3 separate regions of the Mus musculus genome follow, and regions 2 and 3 are each linked to region 1. The links are chromatin contacts, called in public HiChIP or PLAC-seq maps. All regions are on one chromosome and are shown on one strand. Each heading gives the region's core, a stretch centred on a gene start, on an enhancer-like site or on the middle of the called end of the contact. The rest is flanking DNA. Distances are from core to core; before and after follow the strand shown. Region 1 holds the start of Gnmt (glycine N-methyltransferase). Region 2 overlaps Bicral (BRD4 interacting chromatin remodeling complex associated protein like). Region 3 overlaps Bicral (BRD4 interacting chromatin remodeling complex associated protein like).

Region 1 (3,475 bases), core at 740-3,239:
GCTGTCCAGGAACTCACAGAGATCCAACTGCCTCTGCCTCCTGAGTGCTGACATTAAAGACATACATTTAGCTAGATGGTGGCGCTTTGTCTGTAATCCCGGCAACTCAGGAGGCAGAGACAGTTGGATCTCTGTGAGTTCAAGGCCAGCCAAGACTATACAGAGAAACCTTGTCTCAAAAAACAAACAAACAAACAAAATGCACCACCATGCCTGGTTCCCCAGTTTTAAAAACCCTAAGTAAATAAAAGATACCACTTAAGATGCTGAGATGAGATTTGAAAAAAGTCTAGGATTGATAGGTTTACCCCCAAAATGCTTTGATACGTGGCATTGGATTTACTTGAAATTCCCAAATACAGTTTCTCCTCTCTGCTTTGTCTCCACAGGGACTGATGTAGCCCAGATTTGCCTTGAAGTCTATGTACCCTAGAATATCTTTGAACTCCAGCTTTTCTGTTCTCAGCTGCCAAGTATAGGACTTACAGGCACACACCATCACACTCAGCCTCGAGAATCTTTCTGAGCATAGTGTCAGAGGCCTGTGTGTAGGGACATTGAGTCCCCAAGACTGAGCCTGGTCAGAACCATTTGAGATTGGCGCTGTGCTAACAAAAGTTAAAAAATATGGGCTGGAGAGATAGGTCAGCCATTAAAAGCCCTATCTGCAGCTAGGGTCGTAGCGCACGCTTTTAGCCCTAGCCCTTGGGAGGCAGAGGCAGTCGGATCTCTGAGTTCGAGGCCAGCCTGGTTTACAGAGTGAATTCTAGGACAGCCAGAGAAACCCTTTCTCACAAAAACCAAACCAAACCAAACAAACCACTTGGTCCTCTGTGGGGTTCAGTGTCCTCAGCACCACCGAGTGGCTCCCCACTGTCTACAACTGCAGGTTCAGGGTATCTGAAGCTCTCGATTCTGGGCTCCACGGGCGTCAGACACATACTGACATCTATGAAGTCAAAACAGCCATACCTACTATAAGAAGGTTAAGTCACACAACTGTGGGCCTCCTTCCATCTCCAGGGTTCACCCTGCATTGGGAAGGCGAAGGGAGGGCGGGCGGGCGGGCGGGCGGGATGCTCCCTGTCTTCTCTCTTCTTTCCACGTAACGAGTGTTCACAGAGTTGGAAGTGTGTGGGCAGGCAGGGCAGGCGGGGCAGGCTTCTCGTCGCTCACACGCATCTTCCAGAGCCGACTTTAGCCCGGCTGGGATCTTGTCCTTGGTGGGGTAAAAAGGGTGAGCGGGTAACACGAAACGGACCCTCAGGTTATACAGTGACGCTAGCCCGAGCGGGCGCCATGAGCACCTTCCCTGCCGACCCCCAACTTTCCTCTCTGAAGGTGCTCCCATGGAAAGCAGATGGAAGGCTTGCTATGTCTCCCACATTGTTCACTAATTCATTGAGCACTAATAATCCTCCTGTCTCACCTTACTACACCCAGCCTTTAAGAGATTGCAGAGTATAAAGCCCATGGATTGGAAGGCCCAGGCTACCTTAGGAGGCTCCTGGCTGGTATGGGGGAGGGGAAGAGAGACACGCCTATCTCCAGGTGTACTCTTGTACTTGGATGGGCATCTTTCTCAAAGACTGTTCATAATGTCCCGACACAGTGGCTCTCTTTAGCGGAGTGTTCCCTCCACTAAATGATAAGCAGTGTTGTGTAGACACTGTGCTGGGCTGGGCATGTAATAATTCTGTTTTGGGTGGATTTCAGGCTTCTTCCCCTTCCTCCTTGGGTAGGGGTGGAGTGATCTCTCATTGCTTTACTTTGTGAGTTCCTCCCGGCCACCCTGGCGAGTCCTATCTGACCTGTCTTACTAAGCCAGGTCCAGGATTGCTGTGCTGAGCCATCCTCAAGGCAGAGGCAGCAAGCCTGGCTCTGGGCCCAGGGCCCAGCAGGGGCGTGTCCCTGCTCTCACCTGCCATTGGCCAGGTGGGACTGCCTTGCCAGAGGATTATAAGTGCGGATCGCGTGGCCTGAGAGCCAGGCGCCGGTCAGGATGGTGGACAGCGTGTACCGTACCCGCTCCCTGGGGGTGGCGGCCGAAGGGCTCCCGGACCAGTATGCAGATGGGGAGGCCGCACGTGTGTGGCAGCTGTACATCGGGGACACCCGCAGCCGTACCGCAGAGTACAAGGCGTGGTTGCTTGGGCTGTTGCGCCAGCACGGGTGCCACAGGGTGCTGGACGTAGCCTGTGGCACAGGGTGAGTCCAAACGGGCCGGCCTGCTTAGGCCAGTCTGGGCAGCCTCTGCGGGCTGGAGCCTGGCAGGCAGTACTAGGGGGTCAAGAGCCCTTGCTCATCAGGGTAGTATGGGCATGGGAGAGCATCTGCCGAAACAGTGCGGGAAGGGGCCAGGGTGTGCGCAGAGAAGGATTCATGGGACAGAGCAAAATCCGAGCTTTGGGTCAAGGTGGATCCTTGGCTCCGGCGCTGTTCCTCCTGCGATTGGCCTCTGGCAGTGTGAACAGAACATTTGTAGCACGTTTGCACAGCCAAGTGCTGTGCCAGGAGTTTGGGTACGTGTGTTGCAAGCTGTAACAAAACCCCACGAGGTGAGCAGCGCTTTTCTCCAACCAGTAGTACTAAAGAAAAAGTCATTTCCAAGAGGTAAAAGGCCCCCATTTGGTGGAGAGGATACAGACCAGGATAGTGTCTGGCCCACACTCCCGACTCAGCCCAGAACTCACGGACACCTCTGACTGAGATATTTCCAGGAGCACCAGTATGCCAGGTTCTCAAGTGCACTTTTGTAGAATGCCTGACTATGATTTAAAAACAAAAACAACAACAAAAAGCCATTGAGCCGGTGAGATGGTCCGACTACTAAGAGCCCCTTAGGCTCTGGCAGAAGACAGGCTCTCAGTGCCTAGCATCTGCATCAGGTGGCTCATAATCGCCTGGAATTCCGTTCCAGGGGGAGGTTAGCGCTCCCTTCTGGCCGTGGAGGGCACTGTACTCACATGTACTACACATACAGACATAATTAAAAATAAAAAAAAATGTGTTGATGTCAGGAGTAGTGGCACATATATTTAATCCCAGCACTCAGGGAGTCCTAAATAGGTGGCTCTCTGTGAGTTCCAGGCCCTGCAGGGCTACATTAGGAGACCCTGTTTCTAATAAGAGGCAGCTGGGGAGATGGCACATGTTCTTACAGAGGACCCAAATTTGGTGCCCAGCACCCTCTCTGGGGTCTGCAGACACAAGGTATGCACATGATGCACATATTCAGGCACGACACATGAAATTAAATTTTGAAAAAAAATTTTTTTGAAACAGAGTCTCTCTTTGTAGCCCCAGCTGTCTTGGAACTCACTGTTTAAACCAGGCTAAAAAAAAAACAAAAAACAAAAAAAAAAAAACTCTCAAAAAATTTTTTTGCTACTTGATAAGGAAAATTCTTTTTTTTTTTTTTTTAAGATTTATTTATTATTATATGTAAGTACACTGTAGCTGTCTTCAGACACCA
Region 2 (3,018 bases), core at 66-2,565, 71 kb before region 1:
CAATGGCTTCGCAGGAAAACTGCCTAGAAAAATTCATCCCGGACCACAGTGAAGGCGTTGTAGAAACGGACTCCATTTTAGAAGCAGCTGTAAATAGTATTCTAGAGTGTTAATAGCAGCCGTCCTCCTCCAGACCCTGCCCCGGACCAGTTACACTCTCTCCCAGCAAAGCAAATGGAAACGGCTCCCGTCTGTCTCCAGCCTGCTTGGTCCTCCATCACAGGTTATCCTTTCTAATCTCACCCTGTTCTTTTGAAGAGCAATACATGTCGTCATGGCTGCGGGGAGACCCCTCAGTACACCCACCTCTCTCTAGAAAGCAGTCCGATAGGCCCTCCACATTTCAAGTGTTACGAAAGTGCTTACGGCCATTGTTGTTCGTTAATTTGTTTTGTGGTTTGTTTCTTAGCACTGTCGCTCAAGACCACAGTACACTTGGCCCTGGGTAAAATTTTGACAATCATAAGTCATTTCAAAAGAACAGACTTATTAAAGAAAAATCAAACAGGACTGATTTAAAGACTTTCTCACTGCAGCTCCAAAGTAGTGGTTTGGTTTTGTTCTGTTCCAGGGGGAGAGGGTATCTGCGTAGGGAAGACTCTCCCTGACCAGCCCGCTGAGTGGTGGGTAGCCGGTGCTCTGCCTGGAAGCCCACCGCCCTGGCTAAGACGCCAGGAGCACAGCCACAGAGCATCCTCCTGACATCCAGTGCTGTGCGATGCTGCAAAAGCAAAGCCTTGTGTTTGTCTTCAACACATTCGTGCTGAATTCTGTCTGAGAATGGTCTGTTCTTAGCCCCAGGTGTACGCCCTGAAATTCTCACAGGCTCACTAGGGAACAGTGGAAGTCAGTTGTAAGGCAGCGAGTTGGGGAGGCACCGGGGTCTCCGTGTATTCCATCAACTTAAAAGAGGTTTGCATTTTATAATTGGGTGAAGTCAACATAACCTATGTTCTTTATTATCGCTGAATTCTGTTCCATTCAACCTCGTTGTCCCCTTTCCCTCAGCCCTTAGCCAAGCATCAAAAGGCTTTCACTTAAAAACTGTGTTGTACTCTTTCAGTTGAGGCTTTTGAACGGGACTCTGGCCTTGTTCGTGAGAATAGTAGTCAACAGTATCAGTCATTCATTCCCAAACACAGTAAACCAAAGGTCACAACCAGCAGGCCACTGAAGGAAGGAACCGAGGCAGGAGACAGGGGGCCATGTCCTGGCCCCGCCCCCGCTGTGTGTGGTCCAGTTCACCATAGCGATCGAGCCTTCCTCTTTATTATTTTTGTTCCTTTCCGGGAGTGGCCCTCATCCTTCCCTCTGTGCGGGCCTGCACCAGGGCGTGTTCTGTTGCTACTTGCTTCTTCCTGTGTGGTAATGGCCCACAGTGCTGTGTCTGCAACCCTCCTCCCACGTCTCCATCAACCTCTGGGATCCAGAGGTAGCTTTGATGCCTGTGAGGGCTTCCTCCCTCTGTTCATCCCCAGGCTGTGTAAATGCATCCGTTGATCTCCTCTGCTTCGTTATACCCCCAAAATGGAGTTGTCCCTATGGTCATCATGTAGAGTGTTTCTTTTCCAGATTGGCCTGCAATGGAAAGGAAGGCTTTTGATTTTGATTTTTATCTTTTTTTCACATAACACAGCAACAATCTAGGCATGGTGGCATACACCTGTAATCCCAACAGTCAGGTGACTAAAGCAGGAGAGTCACTGGTTCAAGGCCAGCTTGGGCTATATAACACACCCCTGCCTCAAACACAGAAGGAGAGAAATTTGAGCAATAGCAGACTGTGTGGGCCTTTTTTACCCCTCTGTCCACTACACAAAAAAACTCTGTGAGACAGCCAGTCTTTGAGAGCGATGGACCTTCTCCCGCCCACAGCCCAGCCAACCAAACTAGAAGAGTCTGGGCTGTCTTCGAGTTGTCCTTTTCTTCCTTCTCTGTGCCAATGTCCAAGTTGCTGACTTCCTTCCTGTATTATAACACATTAGAAAGATGAGTTGTTTACCAGTTAGACCTCTGTCTGGGCTGCCCTGATCTCTCTGTCACAGGCTCTTCTCATAGCCACATGGTTACCATTCAAGATGGCCCCTGGATGCCTGCAGCACATGGCTACTAATGAATTACTTTAATTATTGCAAATCAGTGGAATTCTCAAGAGACAAGAAAGTCTCGTGTATATTTGTTATCTCTTCCCTCCCTCCCCAGCCCCGGCCCTGGCCCTAGTTTTCTCTCCTGTGTGTCAGGTTACAGGGCTTCTCACCATGACATTAGTCCCACACAAGGAGAGCCTACTGTACCAAAATGAAACTTGTAAATTTTTGTGTCCTTGTATGTAAGTTTACTTTTTATGGAGGAAAGACTCTAGATAATGACAAATGAAGATTACAAAGTGTATTTTACTCCTGTGATTAGGTTACACCACATGGGTCATAACTCACTCCCGAGCCCCCACTGCTGAAGGGAAGCGCTCTGCCTCAGTGGCCAACGTTGGTGGTTCAGGGTCATTAGTCAGTTGAGTTCTAGAACGCGTGCTCAGTAACAAAAAAAAAAAATCACCTTTTCTTCCCTTTGTTTTTAATCCGTTTGTTGTTGTGGAAAAGTATGAATTTGTTATTACGCATTGATTTTCTGTGTCCTTAAGTACTGCCTAAAGATGAAGCAAATTTTGAACTGGCAATTACGATAAGGAAACCCTTTAGTTCTGGAGACTTTAGTAGACTCTGTTAGATTAGGGAGGCCTCACAGGCTGGCCGGCTCCAAGGACGGTCACTCACTGTCAGTGTGGCGTGGCTTTATTTGCTTAAATACCTTCATTTGTATAGTATGTCTCACTTGAAATTGCTTTGTATACATTTTGTAAAAATATTTATAAAATGTTTTGTAAAAAAAAAAAAAAGTATAACAAATTGCAGTTTATTTTGTTATGTTGGATAAATACTGTTAAACCAGTCAGTACCTATATTGTTAATCCATGGTTAGGGTATGTTCAGTTGGAGATTACAAAATGAAACAACCATTGCA
Region 3 (3,384 bases), core at 790-3,289, 89 kb before region 1:
GAGAGGACAGTGGGACGTGGCGTGACATCCAGGTTCTCTGTGAGTCTGTATGTAAGAGAGGACAGTGGGTCGTGGTGTGACATCCAGGGTGCTCCTGCTGGTGGTTTTCAGGGGCTCCATTCTGGAGTGAAGAGATACGGGCATAGCTTTGTGAAGACAGCATGCACTGTAAGGGCAGGAAGTAGGTCACATGCCGTTCACATCCACGGCAACAAGAGTGGCTCTACTTTATAATTCCTGTGTAGGTTTTCTATAGAAATCCTAGACTATTGCAATGAACAAAAACACCATTATCGGAAGCGTGAACTGTTTATGTTTGTAAAAATTTTAATTTAGCAAATACTTTTTAAAGGTTTATTTGATTACTTTTAGTTTGTCCATGTATGTGTCTGTGTAAGGGGTATACGGGTGCCAGCGGTGGCTAGAGATGCCAGTCCCCGGGAGCTGGAGTTGCAGGCAGTGGTGAGCCACCCAAGGTGGGCACTGGGAACTGAACTCAGGCCCTCTGCAAGAGCAGCAAGTGTTCTTAAACTGCTGAGCCAAACCTTCCAGTCTCCTAATCCAGCATTTGTGGTTCATCTTATGCGCAAGTGAAAGAGTTCAGCAGTTAGGCAGTGGCTGAAGAAGCCTGGAACCTGAATTGATCCCTGAAACCCATGTACCGCTGGAAGGAAGGGGAGGGCCCAGTCCACAAAGGTGTCCTCGTACCTCCACACATGCACACACACATGCATACTGGCATACACGTGCACACTCGCACACATGCACAGATGTGCACACACACATAGTAATCTATTTTTAACTGTTAACATTCTCGAGGACTGCATTTCTTGGCGTTGCGTTCAGGGTGGGTAGTTAGTCAGCTCTGCCCCAAGCACTCACAGAGAGCAGGAAGTTTACCCCCTGCTCTCCAGCCACTGCTTGCTTACAGTGACCCCTGGAGCCTGGGCTCAGTCTGAGACTCGGAGCCATGGAAACTGAAAGGGGACAGAAAACTGCTCGCCTGGTGTCTGTCTCCCATAGCCTAGATTCTGCAGTATCTGTGTTACTCGTACTAAGGGTCCATGTGTGTCTATGTAGTGTGCTCAAGAACAAACACATTTCAAAGTCCTTTATAAACACTCCGACTGTTTGCCTGTAACTTCTTCAGCATCTCCCGAGAAGAGGGGCTTCCTGACATTTCATGTTGTTACCGCCCCACCAAGAGAGTTAATGCCAAGCCAGATAATGCCGATTTCTGTGATCAAGACATTCGTGCACTTTACAGTAGATTTTCACCCAGAATTCAGTCAGAAAATGTTGTTTGCACATTGGTGACCTTACACCTTTAACCCAGGGTTGAGAGCACTGGCTGCTCTTAGCGCCATTACCAGCGCCCGCTTGGGACAGCTCCCAACGGTCTATAACTCCAGTTCCAGGGGGCTCTGCCATTGCTGTCCTGGAACCCACTCTGCAGACAAGGCTGGCCTCAAACTCAGAGATCTGCCTGCCTCTGCCTCCTGAGTGCTGGGATTAATTTTAAGTCATGCGCTATCATATCCAGAAGGAAAAAAAATCAGCATTTTTAAAAAGACTTAAGGAGGGCTGGAGAGATGGCTCAGCAGTTAAGAGCACCCAACTGCTCTTCCAAAGGTCCTGAGTTCAAATCCCAGCAACCACATGGTGGCTCACAACCATCCGTAATGAGATCTGACGCCCTCTTCGGGTGTGTCTGAAGACAGCTACAGTGTACTTACATATAATAAATTAAAAAAAAAAAAAAAAAGACTTAAGGACCTGCGAGGTGGCTCAGCAGGTAAAGGTAGCAGCCGCAAAGCCTAAGCATAGTCTCTGGAAAGCACACGTTGAAAAGAGAGAACCCAGTCCCACAGGCTGTCCCCTCTGACCACCACAATCATACACGCTGTGGCATGTGCTCCCCATGCCCCCGAAATGTAAAGATAAAAACATACTTGGACAAAGTAGATAAACAGTGTAGTGAGTCTTCAGCCAGCGATTAGGTGTGGCCCAGATGAGCTTGTGACTCCCTGCTCATCTATACCTCCCCCCTCCAGACCGTCCGTGTAGTCCCGTCTCTGATCTGGTTGCTTCTTTGTGCTTATCCTACTTTCTTCTTCTCAGTGCTCCAGTTGTCCCAAGGGGCGAGCCCATTGGAGGCACTCGCACGGGCCCTCTGCCTCTGACAGGTCACCTACCGCACTGAGCACTTCTGCCTGCTGCTGGAGGCGTGGTTGGGAAGGCCTTGCCTCTAACTGAGAGCCAGGCGTCCTCTGTGGAGCCCAAAGGAACACCAGGCTTTACACTGCCTTCTAAATGGATCCAAATGTACAAGTCGGAAGTAAGCCAGGTGCTTTTTATGAGAATTTAGCGTGTCAAGCAAAAACTATGATAGGTCTAAGCCTTTTCAGAGCTCCAAAAGGTTTAGTAGCTCTAAAATTCCTTGAGAGCCAGGAGCCAGCATGCACCCTCAAGGCCTTGGGTGTGAGGGTGCAGGTGCGAGCGAGCTGAATTCTCTGTCTTGGTCTCCAGCCCTGCCTCTCTCCTATCCCCTACCCCACACACACATACACACCTTACTGTGTCTGCAGGTGTCCAGCTAGACAGACTTGCTTTCTTCTCCTATGCTTTTAATAAGTCTCTAAACCCTATTTAAAAAAACAAAACGGGGCTGGTGTGATGGCTCAGTGGGTAAGAGCACCCGACTGCTCTTCCGAAGGTCCAGAGTTCAAATCCCAGCAACCACATGGTGGCTCACAACCATCCATAATGAGATCTGACTCCCTCTTCTGGAGTGTCTGAAGACAGCTACAGTGTACTTACATATAACCAATAAATAAATCTAAAAAAACAAACAAAAAACAAAAACAAAACAAAAACTGCCCGGCGTGGTGGCGCACACCTTTAATCCCAGCACTTGGGAGGCAGAGGCAGGCGGATTTCTGAGTTCGAGGCCAGCCTGGTCTGCAGAGTGAGTTCCAGGACAGCCAGGGCTACACAGAGAAACACTGTCTTGAAAAACCAACAAAACAAAACAAACAAACAAACAACAACAAAAAACCAAAAAACAAACAAACAAAAAAACCATTTTTAAGGCAGGGTCGCTTACTATGTAGCTCTGACTGGCCTCAAACTCACAGACATCCACCTGCCTCTTTCTCCCCAGTGCTAATAGGTACCCACCACACCCAGCTTGAGATTCTTCTGTGAAAATCTCTCTCAAACATCCTCTCCATGAATGATGGAGATATTGGCAGTAACCAAGACAGTGCCGGGCCCTGACCAGATAATTTTTAACCCTTTCCCTGGAGCTGCACGTAAGCCGCCTTGTGACAGTCTCACACAACAGTGGAGGCGGTAGGCACAGTGGTCACAGGCCGCTGGATA

Evidence for each region. HiChIP or PLAC-seq counts read pairs in DNA pulled down with a chosen protein or histone mark.
Region 2: a contact with region 1 is called in an H3K27ac HiChIP or PLAC-seq map of embryonic stem cells, with 8 read pairs. The contact joins the enhancer-like site here to the promoter of Gnmt in region 1. A contact is called at or near these places in 10 of 39 promoter capture datasets (cranial neural crest, frontonasal cranial neural crest, hematopoietic stem and progenitor cells and 6 more), 2 of 484 Hi-C or Micro-C datasets (cerebral cortex and neutrophils), 5 of 115 datasets of contacts at active chromatin or transcription factors (bone marrow-derived macrophages, double positive thymocytes and embryonic stem cells) and 3 of 9 other capture datasets (adipose tissue, liver and pancreatic islet).
Region 3: an H3K27ac HiChIP or PLAC-seq map of embryonic stem cells shows a contact between it and region 1, with 7 read pairs. The contact joins the enhancer-like site here to the promoter of Gnmt in region 1. A contact is called at or near these places in 3 of 39 promoter capture datasets (hippocampal neurons, liver and macrophages), 1 of 484 Hi-C or Micro-C datasets (rod photoreceptor), 1 of 115 datasets of contacts at active chromatin or transcription factors (embryonic stem cells) and 3 of 9 other capture datasets (adipose tissue, liver and pancreatic islet).

Annotation. Positions count from the first base shown.
Region 1 is chr17:46,727,679-46,731,153 of GRCm38.p6, reverse strand. Gnmt (glycine N-methyltransferase) reads left to right here and starts at 1,989. Exons shown (of 6, transcript NM_010321.1): 1 at 1,989-2,208. The coding sequence starts at 2,003.
Region 2 is chr17:46,798,143-46,801,160 of GRCm38.p6, reverse strand. It overlaps Bicral (BRD4 interacting chromatin remodeling complex associated protein like), which reads left to right. Exons shown (of 11, transcript NM_001100452.1): 11 at 1-3,018. The coding sequence ends at 113. Among named protein-coding and RNA genes, the nearest start is that of Rpl7l1, 17 kb to the right of the region's middle. Within about 2 kb of position 1,315, at least 21 of the 459 cell types and tissues checked have an H3K27ac peak or open chromatin away from gene starts, as enhancers often do. A contact at or near this core is called in bone marrow-derived macrophages, embryonic stem cells and neutrophils, where this site is marked.
Region 3 is chr17:46,816,621-46,820,004 of GRCm38.p6, reverse strand. The region is part of intron 4 of Bicral (BRD4 interacting chromatin remodeling complex associated protein like); the gene reads left to right. Among named protein-coding and RNA genes, the nearest start is that of Bicral, 13 kb to the left of the region's middle. Within about 2 kb of position 2,039, at least 21 of the 459 cell types and tissues checked have an H3K27ac peak or open chromatin away from gene starts, as enhancers often do. A contact at or near this core is called in embryonic stem cells and liver, where this site is marked.